Linked DNA regions of Triticum aestivum: region 2 is linked to region 1. The links are chromatin contacts, called in public Hi-C maps. All regions are on one chromosome and are shown on one strand. The core of a region is the stretch at or near the end of the contact, and the rest is flanking DNA. Distances in the headings are between cores, read along the strand shown.

The links. A called contact is a pair of places that touch in the nucleus more often than the background predicts.
Region 2: a contact with region 1 is called in a Hi-C map of leaf, with 2.9 times the contacts expected there. The contact joins the enhancer-like site here to the promoter of LOC123145385 in region 1. A contact is called at or near these places in 2 of 5 Hi-C or Micro-C datasets (leaf and root) and 1 of 1 datasets of contacts at active chromatin or transcription factors (leaf).

The regions. Positions count from the first base shown.
Region 1 is chr6D:402,205,917-402,211,442 of IWGSC CS RefSeq v2.1, forward strand. LOC123145385 (homeobox-leucine zipper protein HOX16) reads right to left here and starts at 2,369. Exons shown (of 4, transcript XM_044564787.1): 1 at 1,759-2,369; 2 at 1,483-1,622; 3 at 1,153-1,392; 4 at 232-1,050. The coding sequence starts at 1,870. The coding sequence ends at 520.
Region 2 is chr6D:402,367,516-402,373,217 of IWGSC CS RefSeq v2.1, forward strand. No RefSeq gene overlaps it. Among protein-coding and RNA genes, the nearest start is that of LOC123141746, 32 kb to the right of the region's middle. Within about 2 kb of position 3,681, at least 7 of the 8 cell types and tissues checked have an H3K27ac peak or open chromatin away from gene starts, as enhancers often do. A contact at or near this core is called in leaf and root, where this site is marked.

The sequences.
Region 1 (5,526 bases), core at 1,119-3,618:
AGAAAACAGTGCCAAGGTTTGGAGGGTGGTTTCTTTATTCCAAAGGTCCGAAAAATATGACATAATTTATGAACGTGGGAAATGGTATAGAACCTTTCCATAGTACTATTCCTTGCATCTATGGCCTTTTCATATTTTTGGAGAGGCCAAAAAAAAAAACCATGAGCGCACGTACAGTAGTTGAGAACGGGGCCAGCTTTTGATCTTGCAAAACTCACACGACATTAGCAGTAGATGATTAAAAATCTCATTTGACATGATGTACTGTGCCATAAGAATGAGGCTCTGACTCCGTTCACTTATTTCCCGTACATCACGACAGATTTTACCACCGATGTATTACCCTAACTCGTAGTACAATGCATATGCATACAACTTGGTCGATCGTAGTGACCCAAGATTACAGCGGGAAGCATACAAGGAGAGAAAACAAAACGCCACGATTTCTTTTACTGATATACTCCGAAATTGATCGATTCCACGGCGCACGCACGCACGCTTCTTGATGCGTGCGCGAGCCTAGTTCCACATCCAGTAGCTGATCTGGCCGTCGTCCTGCTGATCGTCGTCGTCCGTGTGATGGTGGCCGTGCCCTTGCGCGGCGGCGAAGAAGACGGCGGCGTCGTCGGGGTAGTAGCTGCAGCCCTCGTCGCTGCCCGCGCCGTCGTCCTCCTCCGACTGGATGCCGCCCGCCACGGGGCCCATCACGCACTCGTGGTACTCGTCGCCGCCGGCGCCCCCCGGGAAGCAGTACGAGTCCACGCTGCTGTCCACCACGCCGGCGAGACCGCATCCGCTCCCGAGCAGCGCGTCCCTCGCGTCCAGCACCGCGCTCCCGCCGCTCCCCGGGCTCAGCCTCTCCTCGTCCTTCACATGCAGCTGCTGCTGCACCACCTCGAACGCCTCCGCTGCCGCGGCATGTTCCTCGGCGTTGGCCAAGGAAGCCTTCGCCTCCGCCGCCGCCTGCTCCGGCTCCAAGGCGTCGACGGCTGCACCGAAGCTGCCTTCCGGCGCCTCCTTATCTTGCATCTTCTCGGTCAACGTTACCACCTGACGGCACAAAGATGGATGGATCTCCCAAATCAAACTCAGCGGCGGAAGCCCCGGTGCCCGGCCGGTGATGAAGCGTGGTTGTTGACTTCGATTATTTACCTGTGACCGGAGCCGGTGGTTGTCCTGGAGGAGGGCGTCGTGGTCGGCCCGGAGGGCGTCGAAGGACGCCTTGAGGCGGTCGAAGTCGCGCTCCAGCGTCTTTGTCTTCCACCGGGCGCGGCGGTTCTGGAACCAGACGGCCACCTGGCGTGGCTGCAGCCCGAGCTTGCGGGCCAGCTCCGTCTTCCTCTCCGGCTCCAGCTTATTCTCCTCCTCGAAGCTCCTCTCCAGCAGGTGGACCTATACACGTACGCGTGGCGCGCATGCACCATCAGAATTAATTCGGATGAACAGAGCATCATCTTCACCACTGTAGCAGCGAATTGTCACCTGCTCCGGGGTGAGGCGCCGCTTCTTCTCCGGGAGCTGCTCGTCGTAGTACTCCTCCTCGAGCATGTCATCCGGCGAGGTGAAGAAGGGCCGCTTCACGCCGCGCCCTTCTTCCATGCCGCCGAGGACCGGTCTCACCCCTTCATCACTCAAACATGGCAACCCCAATCAGTACACCAATCACTCTCCACTCTCCACACAATCAAGAAGGCGAGACCTACTAACGAACCAAACAACCGGGATCGAGAAAACTAGTAGTGGATGAGAATATAATACCTCGATGGAACATGCCGGCCGCGCCGGCGATGCCGCCGGCGCCGCAGTCCATGAAGAGCATCTGTCCGTTGCCGGAGCCCGACGTGTTGAAGATGAGCCGGCCGGGCTCCATCGCAGAGAAAGCTTCAAGAAGTTGCCTTGGTTGGTTGTCGATCGAACGGGGGGCGGAATCAAATGAAAAAGACGTATATATACAGCTGCTGCGCGGCGGAGGGGCTCTTATAAGAAGCAGGACGAGGAGGCGATCATGGCGGCGAGCTTGTGGCGGAAGAAGCTGGTGCTCCACAGAAGCCGCGTGGGCGTCTTCATCGGCATAAGCGAAATCCCCATCATACACGCCCCAGTCCCGAGGTCCCGAGAGATCTCCTCAGCCCTGCCGGGAGGAGACCGCTCAAAGGAAGAGCAGGCAACCTAGCTACACCTCTCGCCGGAGAAGACGCAGCCGGAGCGGGACAACTCGGCCGGCCGGAGAAGAGGTTGGTGGTGGAAGGGAGCCCAAGAAGAAAAGGAAATCTTTTCTTGATTTTCTTATTGAGGGATCACTATTTTTCTATTGCGCTTATAGTATTTTTTTTCTTGTGGAGGATACTGATCGGCTAAAGTTTGAAGAAATGGGGAGGAGGCTTCTTATAGGCGCCGGGGCGGTGTGGATTGACGAGTTTGTCCCTTGGTGGCAGCGGTGGGTGGGACGAATTGGCGGAGGATCGAGACGGAACCAACGGAGCTGGACGCCGGGTGTCTGATCTTGATATTCTGATGTGATCTTTTGCTCTCAAAGGTAAAAAAAGTGTGCTCCTAGTTATAGGAATTACAAGGTGTTTTTCTCTTTTCATGTCGAAACCTAGAACTTACAGTGTGCTCTTTTTCCCTTCCGGAAAAGACCTTACATGGTGTGGAGGTTGGAGAAGGCTCTCTATGCTATCAAGATCTTTTGTGGATGGAACCATGTTTTTTTCTCATGTGTTGAGTTTATTCTTGTGATAATAAAAAAGACACACGCTCGTGCGTACGCAAGTATATGGGCACCCACAGTCACCAATAGAGGCATGCCAGCGAATCAAATTTTCGTGTGGTGAAGATTAGGGATAAATATGTTGAATATACCAGCATGAGGTCGTATTCATCCGGGTAATGTTAGACCTACGTAATTTTTGTTACGTGTTTTACGTAAGCAGCAACGTGGATCAGTATTATTGGACCGGGGAGGAGCGACATGGCCCACCCACTGAAATTAGGGGGGGGGGGGGGGGGGGGCGAGAAGAGTAGATTGGAAGTTTACGTAGGGAGTTTGTAGCGGGTTCGTAGGTCTAGCATTATCGGTATTCACCCCATTGCTAGAGTCTAAGGTTTGTGTAGCTTGTGCATTCAATCTATTTTTTTTCATTGTTGGGACTATCTATCAATTATGTTTAGCTAAATAAGTACCTTAATTACAAAATCTCTCTCTTTCTCTCTCATTTTTTAGTTATTTAAGATTTGAACGACATGCTCTAACTTCTATATGGATCTAGTAGTATCAATTTTGGTGGCGTCAATGTCGATTCTCTTCTCATTAAAGCGTTTCGTCAGATCCTAACACGACATATATGTTATTCGAACCTGGGTCACCCCCTTTCCCTTACTTTGATGATGGGCAATGTAGTAGTTGCTCAAGAAACCAAACACATGTTCCTTGTCGTCGAAGAACCACAGAGCAAAGCCTGTTACGTATTCAACTACAATTCCAAAACAATTAGCTATTTGAGCCTTGGTCTGCACTTCAGGGTGTTTCCCCCCTTAGAGCATCTACAGTCGGACTTCTCAAATTGACCGGGCGGGCGCGGGTACCACTGACCAGACAGGAGAGAGATGCAAAAAGTAGCAAAAAGTTGACCCAACCGGACTCCTCATATCATCCCTATACGCCCGGGCTGTCCGCGAACCCTCATATCCATCTGAAATATGGGGAGGATATGAGGGCTCGCGGACGTGCCCGGTCAGTCCGCCACATAGGACGCGTCCCCACCTGGACCATCTCTTCTCTTTCTTTATTCATTCTTTTCTTTCTCTCTCTTCATCTCAACCAATCACATGCACATGACAGGACATATGGGGAAGAAAATGAGGAGTGTGGCCGGATAAATAGGGGTTCAAAACAGACATGACCGGTCACTGACCGGACGCATCCACGGGCTTTTGAGGGGTCGAATTAGAGGTACGTAGCTGAAGATGCTCTTAACTTGTACAACTTCCATTATCCAAACTGTAAAGACATGAACTAGGTTAAATCTAGCTCGGCAACAGCATAAACAGAGCTAGAAACTCTACCAACTCTCTTTGCAATTGAGCTACATACCCTTTTTTTAGGTACATATATCCTACTCATGCATGTCATGTATCATTGTGCTAACCTGTGGTCAAAGATAACCTTAAAAAACGTATTAGGCCCTATATAAGTATATAAGTGGAAGGGGGGAGTAATCAGTTCAATTATGTATTAGTACAAGTTTTCAACCATCTATGCCATAACTATACTTTTGATGACAACTTGCTGTAAAGAAAACTATTGATCCCAACAATCAGCAGCCCTGATAAAAACCAAGTGGAGCAGCACATTCAGCGAACGAAATGGTACAGATACTGAATGCAGGAAACAGTACTCCATCTGCTAAAAATTATTCGGCACCCCGTAGTGTGGCCGCACCAGATCCAAGAGGAGCGCCAGGTGTCCGGTAGCCAATTGGTGACGGGTCCATGCCGCCCTGTCGGGGTAACGCTGCCTAGCGAGTCCACGGAATCCGTATCATCCAACCGGATGGAGTCCACGGGTAAATAGGCCTTGACGTCCGGACGGCGAATGACCGTTTTGCCCCCCAAACCCAGACGCCGCGGCAAATTTGCTTGCAGCCCCCGATCGATCCCGGAACCGGACGCCGCAGCACGTTAGGAGCAACCATGTGGCCAACCGTGTGGTGTGCTCACCGGGAGACATGCAAGTGTGGTAGGACAACGCAGGGTCTGGTCCATGTGGGCGTGGACACGTGGTAGGGCACCACGAGATTCCCTCGGGCCTCGTCGATCCATTCCGATCCCATGCATGTTCTGGCCAGGTTTCCAACGATTTTCGGCATATAATCCCATGTGGAAACAATTTTGTGCAGGGGAACTCCATGTGGAAGCTCGATTTGCTGTGTTTTCCGCGTATACTTTCGTTTTGTTATTCTACTGGTGTTTTTGTTAGAACAGTCACGGATCTATTATGAAAAAAAAACTGAAAGTACAAAGCACCTCAAACATCGGAAATGCCAAACGAAGACCGAGCTCCATGGAGGACCGAGCTGCACGGAGCTTCGGTGGAGACGTCAAGTCATGCCTGACCGACAGGTGCTACACTTTGTCATGCCTGGTCGGCAGGTGCTACGCATGACAGATCTTCCAAGAACTTCAAGCTGTGTCGGCTGGTGGTACTTGGCAGCATGGCGCTGACGTGTATCACTGGCGACCGCGACGTGCTCAGCTGTTTACGCGCAGGGAGGAGGTGCCGTTGGGCGCCGTGGTGGCGTCGACGATAGCTAGACCGAGCAAAAGGTTGATGCATCAATACAGTTCTGAAGATGGAGCGGTGGCAGTTGGCGACGGCGGCCTCTGAGAGCACGCCGGACCAGTGTGTGCCCCAGACCCGGCAAGTGGCTAGGTTGGGGTCTCAGGTCTTAGATGTTAGGCTTGACTGCGATGTCTGTTTGGTATTAGGCCCAGGCTATCTGCGCCCCTTCATCAACTGGATAGGTG
Region 2 (5,702 bases), core at 2,431-4,930, 160 kb after region 1:
GTTCATTGGTGAAATTAAAAACCAGTCGAATGTGGATAATCATTTCTTTCATAGATATTAATTGATGAAATTGGTTGTGGGGGACAACAAGATTTCACGTTTGTTGAACAGTACGCCGATCAGTACATTGCCTAAATATTCCCACAGTAAAGAAGCCTTTTTTGTCACAATCTCATCCACTCAAACATGAGAAGAACAAAAAAAAAAGGTTCCAAACTCTTCTCCTAGTCCCTCTTCCATACCGCTAGCTTTTCACCGCTTCTAAGGTGATGCATCGCTTTCATGCCGGATTCACCCACCTTTCACCGGGATTTTCCCAAGACTAACAAAGTCAGCTTACCCTAAGTTCTTAATTAGGAGCAGACACACAAACATGAGTTCTTCTCTAAGTGCTAAAAATATATACTATACGTGGACTTATGCTCTTATGGTACATATCTCGTTGGTGAGCGGCATGAGATTGACTCACGGGTTGTTCCAATCCTTCGCTTGATATCGTTGAAGCGCAACGGAAGGATTTTCGACAAGGCGGCTATGCTCCCTTCTCTTGTCATCGCGCGTACCAAGGTGCAGTTTGCATTGTGGAAACTTGCGAGATTGAGAACTATCTAAGTGTATGTCGTTGGGTGGAGTTGGTTGTAGCCGGATGTGATTGTATCCTACAAACTTATGTATTACCCCTTTTCTTCTATAGTATTACAAAAGACACGCAAAGCTCTTGCATGTTCTTAGAAAAGATAGAATTTTCATATGAGCACATTATGTCAGATAAAAATGATGATTATTATGATTGCAATTTTTTTATTTTATAGCATTTTTTCAAATCCATGAATCATTTCCTATTTTCATTACCTTGGATTAAGAATCCACCACCCTCAAACCTTAGCACGATTATTTAGGTTGGTTTTGCATTTTGAAAGTTTCAGAAAACAATTAAAAATGTGTATGTGGGTGTTATGGACTATGAACATGCACGATTCAACCAAAAATACGACAATGTCTATTCCATTGAAAATGTAGACAAAAACAAACTATTGTATCTCTTGTCATTCTTGCACATGACACAAATAGTTATATAGTTTTTGATAAAATTCTGCTTATTTTTGGCATTATGTTCCTTTTGGCATACTACCAACAATGAAATGCAAAACCAGCATATAGTCGTGCTAGGGTCGTGGTTGGCCGGATTTAGAAAGTTTGCTTTTAATATGGACAAGTTCATTGTTCAAGGTTTAGACGGGATTGGCACTGACGTTCAAGGTTAAAACTATCTTATTTCTTTACGCATGGAGCGATCACCATCTCAACCTATGTACCATAGGACAGACCAATTCAAATGCTTGAACCATAAACCATGTCGCTCTATTGCAATCCCAATGAAACTACTGCTAAGGTAGATCATGTAACCCCCCCACACAAAATAGAAGGGACGTGGAAAATAAAAAAGGGTGGTTCTCTATCAAATGCCATGCATAATTGAGAAACGGCCAGTGGTTTCGGCTGTAATAAGGGTGGTTGTACCCTCAACCCACCTAGGATACAATCCTATGTTTCACGCCGTGTGTTTCTCAAATAAAAGACACAAATTTTTTATTAAGAGGAGACACTCATGTCTATGTGATACATTTATGGTGACTTTGTTAATCATGAAGCTCCCTGTCTTTAGTCCTCATGAGATGTGTGTGCGTGCGTGTGTGTGTGTGCGCGCGCGCGTGTGTGGTCACTACATCGTCGGTGCGCATACACAAAAAGCTAGACTACATTACTTAGAATAGCTATCGCCGGCTTAGGGCGAGATATATGCAATTTAATTTGTTTTTTCAGGGGATATGTGCAATTTAACTTTCTTTCGTGTCTTCTTCCTAGTTGCGTCGGCACAAATAGGAAGGTTGAACAAGAAACACACATTTTCGCAATTGTTATGAAAAATGTATAAAGTCAATGTAAACACAATTGGCCCTGTGGATCTGGTTGTATGGCCTTATTGACGCAAACCTGCCACACTTGAGTCTGTCACGCTTGCATAACATTCAACAATGCCCTTCAGTCAGACATTTGGATGATGAAGTGGACTTAATATGAGGTATATAGTCGAGTAAATTTCACGTTTAGTCCTTGTACTCGCTGGCTTGTAACGTGGTTGTCCTGGTACTCGCAAAATGCTCCATTACGGTCTTCAAACATGTTGACATTGATCCCCATGAAGATTATGGGAGTATAATTCTGTTGCGATGATATAAAGGAGTATATCGATCACTTGTCAAATCACCATCCATTTCATAGATTACTAATTAGTAAATCTAAAATCAGTACAATGTGGATAAGTATTCTTTTTCCTTGGAAATTAATTAATGAAAGTGGGGGGCAACAAGATTTAAAGATTGATGAACAGTACGTCGATCGGTATATTGCCTCAATATTCTCGTAGGGAAGAAGCCTATTTTGTCACAATGTCATCCACTCAAGAGAAGAAGAAGGAAAAAAATCTAGCCTTTTCTCCCAGTCCCTGTCCCATGCTGCTTTTCACTGTTTCTAATCTGTGGTGATGTATCACTTTCACGTCTTCACCCACCTTTCACTATGACTTTCCCAAGAATAACAAAGTCACCTTAACCTGGCGGTACTTAATCAGGAGTGCACACACACAAACATGAGTTGCTCTCTAAGTTGTAAAAAGTATACGTATATATATATTTATCCTCATCTTATGATTTTTTTTCAAGGACACTATCCTCATCTTATGATAACAAAGTGCATGTAGAAGCCTAATTTTTTGCATCTGTTGAATTGTTGCTAGCGCTTGACTGGATTATCCCATAGATAAACTAGTGTCCTCACCAGGAGTAGTTAATTGCCCAGGTCTAACAGGGTTATGACAAGAGCATTTCCCGCTAGCGTGGCCCTGATTGGACGCGGGAGCACCTTTTGTCCTTTGCAGCCCCCACCCACGTTTAGACAAAGCATAGCCAAATATTCCACCCCTGCTCTCCTCCTCGACGGCGACGGCGACGGCGACGTCGCATGCAGGAAGGATTATAGGTGCTACGAAAGCTAGCGCTAGTAATGGCGTGTCAATGTGTGCCATACACCGGGTCGGTCGTGCTGCTGCTCTATTTGTGCTAATCTTCTGTGCTCATCGCTTTGGAAGCAAAATCTAGTCTGGGGATTGAGATTGGCCTCACATTCCCAAAGCATCTTCCGCGGTTGCGATCGGTCGTGTCGTGTCGCTGGAAGAAGGGAAGGGAAGGGAAAGGAAATGGAATTCATTTCTGAGGGTGACTGGAAATACAGACAGGCGGCGGGTGAAAGGTTGAGGCGCGGCTGAGACGGACGTCGATCGATTTGGAGTGGGAGGTGATAAGCGATCTCTTAATTACGTGACGTTTTGTATGGGATGGGACGGGACGGGACGAAAGGAGAGAGGCCGGATAGAGGAGGGGATATGATGAGACGAGGCGACCGGAGTGACAAGGGAACAAGAACTTGCTTGCTTCTCGCCTGCTGCGCCCTCTCAAACTCTCACTGGCCTGGTAGGTGCGGGCTCGCGGAGTCGCGGTTGTACCAGCACTACATGGTGGTTCGCGGCGTGGACGGCGAATCGGGTGACGAGGAGGAGGCGACACGACACGCAGCGCCATGGGGCGGAGGAACAGGAGCAGATGGTGGGGGCTCGGCTCGGATCGGAGCGTAGGGTGGGGGGTGCGGGTGCGAGCGAGCGAGTGGACCAGTAGGCACCGGGCGCATCTGCTACTGGTCGATCGGCGCTTTCCACGCACACAACCCCTCCTGCTGCTTCGGCCATGTTCCGTGTCCCCCCATCCGACGCCCGCACGTACTCCGCGTAGGGACCGTCCCTCCCTCCCTCCCTTCTGAGTTTCAGTGCCCGGGTTCGATCGTCCACCACTGCACGCGTGGTTTGTCTCCAGCAACTTCACTCACTGTTCTCTCCTGCTGCTAGTCTGCTACCGCCACTGCTAACGTCCGAACTGGCGTATGACGGTTCGGTACGGCTGAACAATTTGGTTACCCTGGAGAGCAGTCCTGGAATATTTCCTCTCTCCAGTATTGCCACTCCCTACGCGATCAACCATCAATGTGACTCATGTAGCTACGGTGGTTTAGACATGTTCATCTCGACGACTCCTATCGCCAACAATCCTCCAGCTGGAGGCACCAACAGTACATGGATGTGATATATGATGCCTTTTTATACTTTTTGAAAAGGTGATGCCTTTCTATATGTGTAGATTACATATAAATATAAACATGCGAGTCTAAGAATGCCAAACAATACATGCACTGTTTGCTGTCACAAAACCACAAATTTGTCTTAGTATGTACGTAGCTCACATGTTGAAGTATCCAGATGAAAATTTGCAACTATTTAGAATACATCTATATAAATTGTTTATAATTAAAAAATATCAATAAAAATGATACAAACAAAAATTTCTTGTGATAAACATCGTGCAAAAAAAAAACAATAAAAGGACTCGGATAAAAACGAAAGTTACACCAACTCATTCCTACTTGTCCTTTCAAATTTTTTGTTGTTGAGGGAAACTAGTGTTTTTTTTTAAATTAGAAACTTGTATGCTTAGTGGAGCACACATCACATTAATACTCAGAAGGACAGGAATACAATATGCCAGGAGAGTCTAGCGGGTTGTTTGGTTTGAGACTAAAACTTTGCCAAATGTTGCCACACCTAAGGTTAGGCAAGTTTGACCAACTTAGGTGTGTGTGTTTGGTTCAAACCATATTTTAGGCAAGCCGCATTAGGGTCTCACATCACATACACTCAAAAAATGTGGCAAGATTCTCTTAGACTTGCCAATTTGTGGCTCTTATTTTGAAGAACTAACCTTAGGCAAGTTTGGCAACATTATATGGCAAAGTGTGGCACTCCTAGGCATAGAACCAAACAATCCATAGGTCTTGCCTATTGCCAGATCGAGAAATGTCTAGCGCTCAAAAAGCCGCCACAGCGAGTCGGCCCACGTTCACCAGTTTTTCCGTATGTTTGCCAAAAATATTTTAGGATTATGTTTATTTCATAAATCACTTTGCTTCAATTTTAGCAAAGTTCGCCGCATATTAAAAAACATGAAATGTATATTTTTGTTCAAGTAATTTAATTTTTTCAATCCATTAAAAAATGTTTGTACCATTATAAAATTGTTGCCACATTTAAAAATCTGTTCATGAAATATTTTTAAAATATTCATGAAATTTTTGAAAAAAGGCACTGCATTTAAAAATATATATTCAAGGTGCATTTTGTAATGCTTAACGTGTATTTTGGATAAATACTCATAGTGTAAAAATTGTCTAGTGTATATTTGAAAAAATTTCAACTTGCATACGCCAGCCATTCAACGTATATTCGAAAAAAAGTTGACAAGCATTCAAAAACAGAAGAATATAACTAAAAAAGGAACAAGAAAAATAAATAAATAAATAAAACAAAAGAAATAAATAAGGAAATCTTCTAAAACTACCCGTACCGGTTTATAGAAGCTTCCTAAAACCGCTCCTAGGAAGCTTCTGAAAACGGCACGAATGCACGTTATTGGGTCGGCCCACTTGCGGAAGCGCGAGAGGTGAGAAAAGAATATATCTCGCAATAGGCCAGACATAGCTCTCGCGCTAGATGCTAGCCTATTTGAAAATATTGTAGGCTGAGGCAGAAGTTGGCCAAG